2 separate regions of the Gossypium hirsutum genome follow, and region 1 is linked to region 2. The links are chromatin contacts, called in public Hi-C maps. All regions are on one chromosome and are shown on one strand. Each heading gives the region's core, a stretch centred on a gene start, on an enhancer-like site or on the middle of the called end of the contact. The rest is flanking DNA. Distances are from core to core; before and after follow the strand shown.

The links. A called contact is a pair of places that touch in the nucleus more often than the background predicts.
Region 1: a Hi-C map of leaf shows a contact between it and region 2, with 4 times the contacts expected there. The contact joins two enhancer-like sites. A contact is called at or near these places in 9 of 34 Hi-C or Micro-C datasets (fibers, hypocotyl, leaf and 1 more).

What each region holds. Positions count from the first base shown.
Region 1 is chrA10:10,395,643-10,398,342 of Gossypium_hirsutum_v2.1, forward strand. No RefSeq gene overlaps it. Among protein-coding and RNA genes, the nearest start is that of LOC121208746, 4.8 kb to the left of the region's middle. Within about 2 kb of position 1,334, at least 1 of the 9 cell types and tissues checked has an H3K27ac peak or open chromatin away from gene starts, as enhancers often do. A contact at or near this core is called in leaf, where this site is marked.
Region 2 is chrA10:10,246,702-10,249,401 of Gossypium_hirsutum_v2.1, forward strand. No RefSeq gene overlaps it. Among protein-coding and RNA genes, the nearest start is that of LOC121208934, 12 kb to the right of the region's middle. Within about 2 kb of position 1,385, at least 3 of the 9 cell types and tissues checked have an H3K27ac peak or open chromatin away from gene starts, as enhancers often do. A contact at or near this core is called in leaf, where this site is marked.

The DNA of each region.
Region 1 (2,700 bases), core at 84-2,583, 150 kb after region 2:
AATTGCCAAACAAGTTGCAATGTTTAAAATTTTAGGATTTTAGTTAGTATTCCTATTAAAAACAACAATTTTTCTCTCCTACCTTAATCAGTGGTTGAGGGTTCAATCCTCATCCTGGGTATGGAGCAACTTTGAAACTCGTGACCAGCATCTACCTCCTTAATGGGCCTACAAAACGCGGAGGATTAGTCATTGGGCTTGCTTCAATGGATACCTTAGGAAACCAAAAATAATAATAATAATAATTTGACTCTTTTTGAAAAATTAATAGTCAAATTCGCTTATTTTTAAAAGGTCAAAGACCAAGTTTAACTAAAATATGAAAGAATAATGGTCAATTTAACAAAAGATATAAACGTTGAAGATTAAATTTATCTTTATATCATTTAAAATTTATTCAATACGGTAAGGCTATTAAAATTTAATTATCTAATAAAATATGATTAAATATGTGTAAATAATCTAATAATTAATTTTTAATTTACAACAAAATAATTAAAAATTATGAAAAAGTGTGAAAGCTATTTTGCATACAACATATCCAATCTAAAAAAAAATCTCCCCTAAACTCTAAACTTTATGGTAATTCGAAATATAAAAACTATTGAGAGTCGAGAATTTTGAGACACCTATATACCCTTGCATACCTAGTGTATTATTCATAATGATCCCACATTATTAATCTCGATAGAATAAAGTTTTATTGCAGTTTTTAACATAAATATTTGGGCTTGTATTAAATGTGATTAGGTATTGACTAACATCCAATCAAGAGATGGAGTTAAAATTTGTACTCATGCGGACGATCATTTTTGGTAGTTTGGAGCTCATCATATTGGTGGTAGGAGTTGCATGGACTTTATGATGGTTGAAGAAAATGGATTTGCAAAATAAACAAAGGAGAGGTGAAGTTGGTGAAGTCATAATTGCCATAGAAATTTGGTAGTCCAAGTCCAGCCCCAGGATAATACTCAAAAGGACATTATGATGAACTGCAATCAAGGTAGAGGTGGTGAGACCCCTCCAACAATCAGAAGATATGTCAGTTATGGAAGGTAATGAAAATAATTTAGAAAAGATATTTTGTTTATGTGTTAGTTGAAGATATGGGCTTATAATATTGTCGAATCATAACTGCAGAAATGCAATATGAAAAGGGGTGGTGAACAATTGCAAATTGTAGTTTGTGCATGTGAAACGACAAAGCAAAACAGAAGAGAGTGGAGAGGTAATATCTTAAAATGGGCAGAGGCATCATCATCAATCAGCCATCATCGACCATAATAAAAACATGGTGAGGGTCCACTGCCACCGTTGGATTTTAATGAAGAAGTCAAAGCTTGACCGTCAGACAAGACTGGACAGCAAAGATCGGGACCCTCTCCGGTTTGACTATCAGACATGAGTTGATTGATTCATTTATTTTTATTTGGTTGTTCTTCGTCTCTCTAGGTAACACTGGAACAAACTTTAGTTTTTTGTCATTGAATGTTACCTGAGACCTTGTTGTTGTTATTACAATCTTTTTAATGCAAAAGGGGTGAAGAAGGGTGTCTCGGATAATAAGGAAGAAAGCAGGCATCTCGTGATTCATGCACACACACTCTCTCTCATAGTTGACTCCCACTACTTCCGCCCCTAATTACTCAAATCAAACAATGCTATTCTGCCCTTTTTTCTGCTCTCTTGGCTTTTGCATTTGAAAATTATAGTAAATTTTGATTTCCTATCCACCCCCTTTTTCTTATTTTTACAGCCGCCCAACTCTCTTCTAAAATGACTATGTTACGTTAGTATGGGTTGGGCATTACTAATAGTGTCATTTTTCATCTTTTATGTATACAATTATGGTAAATATATGTTCTGGAATTACATACCATATGTTTAATTAGAAATGATTTATAATTTATAGTGATTATGAATATCCAAAGTTATATAATATGTAGCTGGGTATTTTTAAAAATGGATTTATCATCCAAAACTGATAAATACCAATATTTCTATTACTCTTTAACATTATTCAACACCTTCATTTACTTCACTTGTAGTAATGCAATGGTGGGAGGATAAATAAAATTAAATATAAATTAAGAATCCCTTCAGATTTGAAGTTATAATGTTAAACTCAAATCTGGTTGGTTGTAAATTTATTTTTAAAAATTTGTTATCAATCTTCACTTTTACTTGTTTCATTTTTTTATGAAAATAAATGCTAAATATTTAATTATAATATTAACTTTTAGATTTTTTTTATTTTATATTTTAATTTATTTATTTTCCATGGCAACCTTATTATTAGCTGTTCAAAAAAAATAGTAAGTTTTAAGTTGGGTAATTAATTTCATAAATGAGGCAACACCAGGATAATTTCATCAAGTCCATGATCTAATACCCAAAATACCAACAATCATGTAAGTGTTGATTCTATGAATAAAATATTGAAGTCTTAGTTTCAATAATGAAGAATTGATTACTCAACAGCCGCAAGTGTAGTGCAAACTTTACTCTCTTTTTTTCTTTTTCTTTTTTTATTAATAATATTTGAAGTGATGGTAATTAAAATTATGAAAAGTTGTTTTGAGAGAAAAGAGAGAATGGATGAGGGTCCAACTCAACTCATTTTTTTATATATCAGAGTAGCACTACATACAAAACAAATCAAATATTGGTTGTCTATTAGTAATGTGAGTTGGGATATTT
Region 2 (2,700 bases), core at 135-2,634:
ATTCAAGCATCTATTTATAATGCACCAAGTCGTGGTTAAGTGCCTTTACAAATGAACGCCACTTTTAGGTTTTAAAGTCCAGATACCTGTTCGCAAGGAATGTCCAACATCCTCATTCTTATACCTCTTCTCAATAGCAACTCATAACTCCAATTTTGTAATGAAGTCCATTGAATCATCAAACCTCTTAGCATAGATTGCTTGTGCTTTTGTGCTTTCGACATCCATGGAATAACTATTCTTAGCTTGTACGGTATTTGTTAGATTTGAAAATAGTTATTTTCTTTCAATTATGCAAAATACCATGAAACCCTATTTTTAAAATACAATACCTTTTATCTCAGGAATAGCAAGTGTATATTGCACTTTAAAATTGTTTTATATAAAAATGAATCATAGAATGCTTTAAAAGAAAATTTTCACTTGTTTAGAATAAAAATTGAATAATCCAACTCTAATTAAAGCATTTATGTATCACTACTAGTTACTTAAATTCCTCTACAAATGAACACGACTTTAAAATTTTAAAGCAACCAAAACAACACATCGAATGGAAATCACTTTTCCAACCGGAACAACACACCTTTGTATTTGAGATGGAAAAGTTTAAACCCACTGGATCTCACCACTCATACCTTGAATTTTCTTTTAATTATCAATTTTTTTTCTTTATATAATTTGTTCTAAATGTGTATTTATAATATATAATTACGGTTTCTTTATAAATATATAAAAACAAAATTTTATACCATTTTATTTGAAAATATTATATACAACAGTCATTCTAAAAATATCCACATAATCATGACCAAATAATAAATAAATATGTAGAATATGATTATTGAGGACATAAAGAGGGGCCACTTAAGTAGATTGATCCATGCAAAGTGATATCTTTTTCTTTTCTTTTTGAGGGACGTTTGTCCAATAAAACTAGTGGCCTGGACCAATTTGGCGGTTGTCAACCCACTTGTTTGCCACTTTCACTGCAAATTATTGCAATTTTGTTCTTAGCTAAAAATCTTCAACCACAAAGCGTGGTCTCTTATTTCCTCATCATCCCAGTTTGGGTGTCTTAGATATCTAAAACAGTGTAAAAAAAGATTCCTTTATATACAATTATGGTATGGTATGTATAAAACAAAAAGTGAGTGTTAAAATCACGAAATTAAATGCAACAGTTCCAAAGAGAGACGAGTGATGTTTTGAGAGGGACCCATAATATTTTTTTTTTTGGGGGGGGGGGGTGCAGCCAGTCACCGACCTATACAGGACTCTGTGACTGTCAAGGCTTGCATTTGAGCCGTCCAACCAATGTTGTAAGCCCTTAAAACCGACGTCCAGACACAACGCAACTTTAAGTATTTAATTCCTTGTCTTTATTACCCACAAAACTACAAAAACCTACTTTTTTTATATTCCTCCTGTGCATATTCAAATTAATAAGAGCCTATCTATGTGTCTGTTTCACATATAATCCCTAAACATGTGGCTCTTGTCTAATTCTGCCAACACTAAACAATGACGTTTTCTTTTTCTATCTTTTTTGGTACAATCTTCTTCTCATTATTTCTAACCTCAAGGAATATCTATATATGACTTTTAGCTTTATTTGTTCCTTGTCTTTTCCTAATTTGTGAGGTTGGAGAAAAAAAACTATCATCATTTAAAAATTTGTTTGTTTTAAAGTAATATATTTTATAATTTAAATTTAATATTTATTTTTAACACTTAGTGGTTTTTTTTAATTATTCGGAAGAGGAAACGAATATGATTTTGTAGGTTTTTTCATATCTTTTTTTTCAAAAATGTTTGTGATGGGAATTATTTAGTAAATCTTGCTTCTTTGATTAATTATCCAAAACTCTTTAGAATGAATTTGATTTCCCGAAATTATGTTTTGATCTATGCCCAATTTGTTAGCCCTTGTTGTATTGCTCTGGTTGACCTTTTTGAGTAATAAAGATTTATTACTTTTCATAAAAAAAATGGTAAGCCCTTGTACCAACGTCCAGACACAACTAAACTTGACATCTTTAGGTCCTTATCTTTATTGCCCACAAAACTACAAAATCCTACTTTTCTTTATATTCTTCCAATGCATGCATATATAATTGAAATGAACATGAATCTATCCCATTCCTAGTCTATGTGTCAGTTTCATGTGGCACTTGTATAAACAAGAATAGCGTAATTTTTAAAATTAGATCAGGTTATTCAATTCAACCATTTAAACAAAAACTTATTAGGTTTAATTGTTCAATGAGTAGTATAAATCCAACTATCAATCGAAATTGATATATCTCTCGAGAATTTAAAAGTTGATTATATTGTAAAACTGACCTTTGATAGAAGTGAAGATCTTCACTTAGGGATTCCTTTAAATTTGATTATACTTTTGTAATAACTTTGTTTGTTCTCATCAAAAAATTTGAGTGAAAAAATTAATTAAACTAGATTTAGATAAAATTTTGAGGTTTGATTATACTTTTATATATTCTATCTAATGTCTTATTTGAAAACCAAAATTTAGGAGAAAAAGGGTTTGGATTTACATTTTTAAATCCAAACATTTTGTTTGAACAAAATCCATTTAACATAAAAGATTTAGAATGATAAAAAGATAAAATCTAAAATAAATATATTTTTTTCTCAATCCATTTCAGTTAGAGTTGTTTATGGGTAGATTAGGTAGGCTTG